Linked DNA regions of Columba livia: region 2 is linked to region 1. A link is a contact called in public Hi-C data. All regions are on one chromosome and are shown on one strand. The core of a region is the stretch at or near the end of the contact, and the rest is flanking DNA. Distances in the headings are between cores, read along the strand shown.

Evidence for each region. A called contact is a pair of places that touch in the nucleus more often than the background predicts.
Region 2: a Hi-C map of crop shows a contact between it and region 1, with 4 times the contacts expected there. The contact joins the promoter of RELCH here to the enhancer-like site in region 1. A contact is called at or near these places in 2 of 2 Hi-C or Micro-C datasets (crop and liver).

Annotation. Positions count from the first base shown.
Region 1 is chr2:75,729,802-75,734,782 of bColLiv1.pat.W.v2, reverse strand. All of the region lies in intron 1 of PIGN (phosphatidylinositol glycan anchor biosynthesis class N), which reads right to left. It overlaps TNFRSF11A (TNF receptor superfamily member 11a), which reads left to right. Exons shown (of 10, transcript XM_021297558.2): 10 at 1-2,263. Among named protein-coding and RNA genes, the nearest start is that of TNFRSF11A, 29 kb to the left of the region's middle. Within about 2 kb of position 1,407, at least 1 of the 3 cell types and tissues checked has an H3K27ac peak away from gene starts, as active enhancers do.
Region 2 is chr2:75,848,657-75,853,054 of bColLiv1.pat.W.v2, reverse strand. RELCH (RAB11 binding and LisH domain, coiled-coil and HEAT repeat containing) reads left to right here and starts at 1,921. Exons shown (of 28, transcript XR_010470319.1): 1 at 1,921-2,600. The region is part of intron 1 of PIGN (phosphatidylinositol glycan anchor biosynthesis class N); the gene reads right to left.

The sequences.
Region 1 (4,981 bases), core at 158-2,657:
TGCTGAGTCTTGGGCCTTCTTGATGCCTCTGTGGTGGTGGAGGGAAGGGGTGGCTACGTCTGCCGCTAAGCATAGTGCTGCTGCCAACATCTGCCTCCCTGTTGGGACCGGATGGGTGGCATCAGCCCTTTCCGTCTTTCCCCAAGGAAGCAGACACTCCAGTCTCAAACCAGTGCCAGAGCCAAGATCCTGGCGTGCCCCTTATTATTTTGCAGATATGGATATGTGTAGTGCTGCCCCAAGCGAGCATTAACTGGCAAAATAGAGCTGGCATGCCTTAGAAGCCTATCAGAGTAACCCAGAGGAAAGAGCATTTAGTTTTGGACTCTTGATTCATCTCTGACTTATTACACCTCACCTGAGGAAGTCATAGCCCTGAAGGTGAGAGTGATGTGTGCCTGGCACACTGCTCCATGAATAACCACACTGAAGTTTGACACACAGAACTGCTAGCAGGTAAAGGAAGGATCTATGGTAACCAGCTGTGGACATTTTCTGAGTGATAGGAGAGGGAAGGATTACCCAAAACCAGAGATTTTAGTCAGGGTCAAAGACATGTTCCTTCATCTGCCTGAACAATTTTGCCATTCCCTCTGATATTTTCGTTGATAAGCAGAGTTCAACTTCGGTAGAATGAAGCTATTTCCAGAGCTCAGCCTGTCTGAGTTGAAATCAGAACGTAGCCACTATTACACTGAGAACTGATGAGCAGCAGCACCAAAGGGTTGGATTTAAATAATAACAGCACTTGTAGTTAGAAGAGAGTCTCAACTTCTCAGTTGGCTTTGGTTCAGGTCCTGTATCCTGCAGCCTCCTCCACCAGCCACTGTGGAGAGAGGTGAAGAGAACAGAGACTCAAGAAACTCCCAAGAGAAAAAGATAACATTTATAATGATTTCCTGACAAGGGGTAATTTTCTGACATTCTCCTGCACACGTGAGTGCTGCTGGAGGCTATCTTCAGTCTGAGCCTTCAGAAGGGTCAGTGCTGTGTTTCCTGCCGGACAGCAAAGAGATCTCTTATCTAGTGTGATCTCATCTACCCTGATGAAAGAGATCTTTGGTAAGAAGGGCTCCTCTCTGGGAAGGTTTTTAATGCTGAGGAGTTCACTGCATAGCTGCTCTGTTTGCAGTAGTACTGCTCTGGGGGTGAAGAACATCTACAAAGCTGACAAAGTGACCACTGTGTCATGATGAGCTTCTCATCCATAAAACAAAAGGATGGGCTTAGCCACCTTCGCCTCTCAGGAGAACAATTCTGCATTATTTGTATTTCTGGCATATAAAGTTCATCACAGACATGCAAACCTCTGTCTTAAGTGGCTGGCAAATATGATGCATGAACAACCCATCTTCCTTTCACCTCGGCATGGCCTTCAGAAAACTAGACCATCCTAGCCTAGACTCAGCCAGGCAGGTGGGTTGTCCCATTCAGTGATGGCCCAAGCTACCTCTGCTCTTTTGGAGGTGTGTAACTGAGGCTCACCCTTATCTGTGATATTCTTTTGTCTTTCCTGCTGGATCCTTTACAACCTCTTTCTAGCCACTTCTGGCCTTATTCTCTATCCCCTAGCCATTGGTGCAGTAGGGACAAGGAAGCAGAGCCACCATCACCTCCATGCAAGGTGGTGCAGATATTTTCCCACTTCATCTTCATTTTTTCAGTCTTGTTATTCTGGAAAGCACTCATCCCGGACATCAGCCTCACCGGAAGGCATTCAACCAGCCCCACATACAGGGCAGGAGGGACCGGATTTTTGTGCTCAGCTCTGGGTAAACTACCTGTCTGCAGGTCTGTCTCCTCCTCCTTCTCCCTCTGCAGCTTCTTTCTTCCCTTAGTTTGTATCCATCACCAGAGAGCAGGCTCAAAATCCTGATTTCAGAGAAGACAATTAGAAGTTTCCTAAGTGTCCTCAGTGACCGAGCAAAGATTGAAGCTCGAATCATCAGCAAGCATGGCTGCTCCCTTACGGCAAACATGATGGGCCAACAGATTCGATTCTTTTTTTGCCTCCAGAGTCTACCCAAAGGTGAAGAAACCATATCACACCCATCAGCATGCTGCGTGATCCCTGGGTCTTTGCCTGAATGTTTAGACATGGACCCCAAATCCTCATGATTTCTTTTGTTGTCAGTTTGGAGCTAGGGCTGTTTTTTAACATCTGTTTGTACAACAGGGCCCTATGCATTAGGCACTAATGTGAAGGCTTCTGGCTGCTATTGTAATACACACAATTAATTATAATAAAAATCTTAAAGATCTACTTGAGAAAAAGTGAAGATTTTATTCAAATTAGTGGAGAAAATAAAATACATTACTATATGCCTATGCTTATTTTGCCAAAAAAAAAAAAAAAAAAAGAAATGTGACTGTAAAACCACTCCTGGTTAGGCTTTTGAAATATTTTTTGTATGTGTGTTTTAACAAAAAGTGCTTCCCTTCCCCAGTATGTGCCACAATGATGCACATTCATGCACACATGTGGAACTGAACAGGAACTCTCATAGATCTGATGTGAAATGCCTTATTGCTGAGGAGTGGGCGGTGATTCCAACTAATGCCCGAAGTCTCCTCCTGCACAGCATGCATTTTCACAATTCTCTCAGTCTGAGGAGTCACAACATGCATTATCCTTGACAAATATACTGCATGCTCTTGAAACTCAGCCACTTCAGGCCTGAAGGGCAGCAGTAATTCTGCATGTAACCATGGGAAAACGAGGAGCAATCTTTTGCTTAGGGACACTGGAGCAGCCCTTCTTATCCCCATGAAAAACAACATGGCACTAAAGATCAGTATAGACAGTAACTGCTGTTAATCTGTGTCCTTTGCTACATGTTCATGTAGAGATTGGGAACTGCTCTGCAAGGCTTACAGCATATGTGGGAGTAGCATCACTAAAATGTTGTAATTTCTACTTGCCCGTTTCAGGTTCCCCTCCTTTTATCATATTGATATCTGAGCAACTACTCTGCCATGTCTACTACAAAACAGATCCCTGGTGAAGGGTGGTTTTGTGCTAATCAAGTATTTAATAAAGCTATAGTTTTAATAGATACCTCCATTCAAATGGGGCAGTAATGCCTCCTCACCACCACCCTTAAAAGACATCTATAATGACTGGAGAATCCACTTGTGCCTGCACATCATATTGGATATGGTAAAAAGGCTGCAAATGCTTCATGTGGAAAAGTTATTTCTGGAGTATGTAATATATATTACTAATAGACACTTAATAATAGTCACTGGAAAATCAAAGTCTATTTGACCAGGCTGTCAGGGGTTTCTTGCAAGGAATGCTGAACCACTCCAAACCTTATCAGCTAGTTCTTCTTCAAACCTCCTTCCAAATGGCTGTTGCTCTTTTCAGTCTGTCAGGGATACTTGTGACCCGAAAGGCACGTGCTCGGGCAACCTCACTTGGGCATGTGGGCACCATGGAGCTCTGCCCAGCAGCATCTGCCCTATGAGGATTCCCAACCCCTGCCCAACCCCCATGACGCTAAAAGCAAACGATTCGCATTCACCTTGGCTGAGTTGAAATGTTACCTCTGGAAAAATCGAACTGGGAATCTTGTGGCAGTCACTGCTGAAGCAACAGGAATACAATCCCAGGTGCTGATAGGAACAAGTCCCATTTCAGACAGAAAGATTTCCATGAATGTGTTTCTTCTCCCTTCCTCTTGCATGGTGCCGTCTTAATTTCCAGAATGAAGAGTGAACTTTTGCTATACAACAAATGATTTCTCCAGAGCCCTGCCAGTTTGGTCTGCTTTTGTGCTGTGGTGTCAGTCACCTCATTGAGTGGGAAGGTTGAAGCAGAAAACAAAATACATAAGAACAGCTTCTTTACATGCCAGTTTATTTAACCTGATTGCAAAGTGAAAGGTACTACTTCACATAAAATCACTGAGTCCACATTAGCAAAATGTTGTAAGGGGCGAATCAAAAAGCAGCATTCCTCCCTGCAAATCCAGAGGAGGAACTGCTGCTGTTTAAGTAGTGCTGCTAATCATGCACGTTGTCCTTACCAGAGGAGATGGTGCAGGAGAAAATCCTTTTTCTTCCTTTTTTCCTGTTCTTTTAGGGTTTTTCATACTTTATTATTTCCTTCCCACTTTCGCTGTATATGGGATGGTTTATTTGAGCTGAATATTTGTTATTTTCAGTCTTTGTTGTGCCTTCAAACCCATTCTGCCCAGCACTGGAGGCTGCACTTTTCTATGGGCAATGTGTAATTTTTGCAAGTACACTCAGTGGCCTCTGCTGTCATCCAGTATTTGTACCCTACAGGCTTCTCAGGAAGATCACATAACATTAAGGAACCATGTTGCGGTATATGAACATGTCAGAGTGTCTGATCGGGTGTGTTTTAACTCTGCCTTTTTACTTCTTTTGGCTAGCTGGCTTATGGTTTCTTTGTTTTGGCTGAGGATTACCACAGCACTTCTGGCTCATTCCTTAGCCTGCCTGACCACTTGATCGATCCTTGGGCATTGCGCTGTCTTTAACTCGCATCAAAGCTGACGGGTCTGTCACATCATGTTTCTATTGGCAGTCTCAGATTTCCATGCATTATACGCAGATCATTATATACAAAATCACTCCTGATTTCAACTTCAACTGTTAAAAAGGTTCCACAGGAGGGCAAAGGAGCTCAGGAGTGTTGGGGACCACTTGTACAAGCTGGACACGTACAAGCCAATGGGACTTGGCAGAGTGTATCTGAGGCTGCCGAGAGGGTTGGCCAACATCACTGTAAAGCCACGCTTCAACATCTTTGACAGGTCATGGAGTTCAGGGGAAGTCCCAGCTGACTGGAAAAGGGCAAATATTACACCCATCCACAGAAAGGGCAAAAAAGAGGATTTGGGGAATTACAGATGAGTCAGCCCCACTTGAGACCCTTGAAAAATTATGGAACGGGTCCTCATGGAAGCTATTTCCAGGCATGAAGGAGAAGACAACTGGGAGAAGTCAA
Region 2 (4,398 bases), core at 672-3,171, 120 kb before region 1:
GCCCTGGGGAACACCACTCGTGACCAGCTGCCAACTGGATTGGGCTCCATTCACCACAACTCTTTGGGCCCGGCCATCCAGCCAGTTCTTTATCCATCGCAGAGTTCACCCATCCAGACCATGAGCTGCAGCTTCTCCAGGAGAATGCTGTGGGATATGGTGTCAAAGGCCTTGCTGAAGTCTAAATATCCACAGCCTTTCCCTCATTCACTAAGCGGGTCACCTTGTCACAGAAGATCAGGCTGGTCAGGCAGGACATGCCTTTTATAAACCCATGATGACTGGGCTTGATCACCTGGTTGTTCTATATGTGTCACATGATGTCACTCAAGATGAGCTGCTCCATGACCTTCGCTGGCACTAAGGTCAAACTGACAGACATGTAATTCCCCAGATCCTCCTTCCAGCCCTTCTTATAGATGGGTGTCACATTTGCCAACCTCCAGTCAACTGTGACCTCCCCAGTTCACCAGGACTACTGAAAGATAATGGAAAGTGGCTTGGTGATCACCTCCACCAGCTCCCTCAGAACTCTTGGGTGGATCCCATCTGGCCCCATAGACTTGTGTGTGTCTAAGTGGTGTAACAGGTCACTAACTATTTCCCCTTGGATTACTGGGGCTTCATTCTGCTCCCCATCCCTGTTTTCCAGCTCAGGGGGCTGGGTACCTGAGGCATAACTGGTCTTACTATTAAAGACTGCGGAAAAGAAGGCATTTAACCCCTCAGCCTTTCCCTCATCTCTGTCACTATATTCCCACCCACATCCACCAGAGGGTGGAGATTCTCCTTAGCCGTCCTTTTGTTGCTGATGTATTTATAGAAGCATTTTTTGTTCCCTTTTACAGCAATAGCCAGTTTCAGTTCTAGTTAAGCTTTGGTGCTTCTAATTTTCTCCCTGCATAACTTCATGGTATCCTTGTAGTCCTCCTGAGTAGCCTGCCCCTTCTTCCAAAGGTTATAAATTCTCCTTTTATTCCTAAGGTTCAGCCCCAAAGCTGTAGTCAATCAGCTTTATCAGAACTCCTATCAGTACAGTGCAAATAGAACAGGACAATTTTTTCAAAGAAACCACAGAAACCAATGCTGACCCTGTTTTGTGTCATTTCTAGTGAGCCAAACTTTCCACAGTAGCAAGTATCACCAGTTGCTACATTGTGGCTTCAAGTTTCTTGCCAGGTAACACCTTTACACTCTTTTTGTAAGAGTGAAAGCGACATGCTTCCAGATCCACAACTTATTAACACCCCCCTAACTCCAGGCCTACCAAGCACAGCTGATGCTCACGCCCATTGGGGGCAGAGGGCTCACCCTCCCAAGAACCCGCATGGCCCAGAGGCCCCACACGGTTCCAGCCGACACAAACCGGGCATCGAGACAGCCGACGGGTGCCCTGCGGCCTGGGCACCATCCCGGGCACGGAAGCCGAGCCCCGCACCGCTCCCACCCCAGCGACGCCCTTAAGCCACAGGCTGGGTGGCCGCCGCAAGGCCCCTAGACTAGTCATAGCTCTCCGGAGGCCGGAAGGCGCAGTCCTGCGCCCAGCCCCGCAATAAGGGACCCCGCCAAGAGAGACCCAGCGCCAGGTACCCGGCCCAGCAGCTGCCGCCCCCCTGCCCCTGCGGGAAGCGCTCAGTGCGCAAGCGCCAGAACTCACTCATCTCCCCCACCACGAACCCCGGCAACTTCCACTTCCGCCTGGAAGTTCCTTCTCCCTGGCCACGCCCCCCGCCCGGGCGTGGCCCGCAAGCCACGCCCCTCGGCAAGGCACCTGCTGTTCCTTCAGGCCCCGCCCCCAGCTGCTGCCCGGCTCCCGCGCGGAGGGGGCGGGTCTGAGTGCCGGGGCGCCGCTCGCGGTTGGCTGGGGGAGCTCTCGCGAGTGCGGGGATCCGGAAGCGGTAGTGGGGCCGGTGGGAGGCGGCGGAGGAGGCGGGCGGGAGTCGGTGTTGCTGCCGGCGGCAGCGCCCGCAGCAGCGCAGGGGCTGGCAGCGGCCCCGGCTCCGTCGGAACTGGCTGCGGCGGCGGTTCCGCGCAGCCTTTGCCGCGGTAGCGCCTCGGCGGTGGTCGCGCCGTGTTGGGTTGTAAGATGGCGGCGACGGGCGGGGGCACCAGCGTGAACCCCTTCCTCAGCGACTCCGAGGAGGACGAGCCCGAGGAGTCCAGGCCCGGCGGCGGCAGCAGCAGCAGCAACGAGCCGGGCGGGCCGGCGTACCCGCGGCAGCAGCGGGAGGCGGCAGGAGCCGCGGGGAGCCCCGAGGAGCTGCCAGGTTTCCGTGCGGCGGCGCCGGGCGATGGCAGCGGCGGTGCGGGGGCGGGCGGCGGGGCCGGTTCGGGCCCCGGCGCGGGGGAGCCGCCGCGGGTGCCGATGGACGCGATAGCGGCGCAGCTCCTGCGGGACCAGTTCTTGCTGACGGCGCTGGAGCTGCACACGGAGCTGCTGGAGAGCGGCCGGGAGCTGCCCCGGCTTCGCGATTTCTTCTCCAACCCGGGCAACTTCGAGCGGCAGAGCGGCACGCCGCCCGCCGGCGGGGCCCTGGGCGGCCTGGGCGGCAGCGTGCTCGGGGGAGCGGGCGGCAGGGACCCCGGCTCCGGGCAGCTCAGTAAGTGACCCGGCCCAGGGGACGGGGGGGCGGGAGCGGCGGGCGGTGCTGGAGCGGGCTGCGGGGAGCGGGGGGGTTCTCCCAGGGCGGCCCTTCCCTGTGCGTGTCGCGGGGGAGGCGGTTTGCGTCGCTTTTTGTGTTCTGTGACCTGCGTGCGGGACGGGGACAGGCTGCAGGTGCGGGGCCGCCGGGGCAGAGGAGATGGGATGCCAGGACTGCGGTTACCCTGGTCCCGGTCATGTATTGCATGGAGCCTCAGTCTTTCTGTGAAGGTCACGCGTGTGCCTAATGTGGGAGAAATGTGAGGGCTGGGAGTTTCAACCTTAATTTTTAGCTGTCCTAGGATTTCTTGTGCCTTCCCTAGTGCCTGCTATTAAGAGATAAGTCTTGTGCTGTTAGGAGAAAGAGTTGACTCTTAATCCCTGACTCATACATTTAAAGTCTAAACACTGTCAAAATTGGGGTGTGAGGAGCCAGCATCTTATTTTTGCTGATGCATTGGGATGGCTAAGTCATCCAAGGATAGGTCTGAGTTTCACATGTCATGCACAACTAATAATTGTTTCCTGTAATTCATGCTCGTATACTTACCAAGTGCCTGCAGTCTTTGGCTAACCATTGTGGGATTTGGAGTTGTGAGGTGTGAAATGTACTAGGTTACTAGAGGTTTTGGGAGAAAAAGTGGTACAGGTATTTGGAAAATCACCTCGTAGCTGGTCTTGAAAACGTGAGTGTTTCAAAAGTGGACTGGATGGCTTAGAATAAAGTTGTGCGTATTGTCAGTGTTACTGCCAAGAAGCATTGAGTTCTAAAAATGAAGTAGCTTCTTCAAGTGACTTTGAGAGAGAAGCTGCCCAACCACCTGACATGTGAAGACTTAATGAACTCGTGGTATGATATTGACATGGAAGGTATGTTTAGCAGACAGTTGAAAGGTTTATTTATATATGTGTGCTTTCTAAGGCACCTAAAGGTATGTCATAATAGTTTTATATTTCTGTTTTTGATTAAAAAAAGATTCTACTGTTGAGAAGACATGCAGCTAGACTTAAAATTTGGAAATAACTGGTAGTATCTAGATGTCTAGGATAATAGGAGACATCTAAACTTTCAACTTGTTATTTCTTTTTAATATCTTTTTAAATGGTCTAGAATTTTTTTGTAATTCATGCTGTGTTGTTTATATTCTCGTTATTTTGTTTATGAATACTTAGAATTTCATACTTGGCTTTGTCCAATTGAGGGCTTCAGTGTGGTCTTCTTCATCATAGGATTGGTGAATGTTGGAAAAACTCATACTTCAGTGCTTTGAACTGACATAAATTTCCATTTCATTAAAAGCAGCTTCCCTGGGGATTCCAGTCAATTCATCCAATTGATTAAACATTCTCTTTTCCTGTTAACATGATATATTGTTTCCAGTTATTGATAATGTGCATACTGTAGAATTAGAAAAACAGCAGCCTATGTAACTGTGCTGTTATGCATGCAAAAAAATGATCTATTGGAGTTCTAGACCAGTATATATGTGAGAACATCTTAATGATTGTTGTGCTGACCTGCTGAAGGATAGATGATGATGGGACATTACTATTAAAAAAAGCAGGAAGGAGGCGGGGGGAGAGAGAGAGAGGAGGGGGACTAAAACGTATTTTGGAGCAGTTTAATAATACTGAGGTGTGGTAAAAATAAATATCATGCTAGACCTTAGGTTAAAGGTTAAGTATGTCTTGAAATCTGATATCTACAACAGATGAGAGTATGCTTTTCAAAGGTTTTTGTCTCAACAAGGATTTGA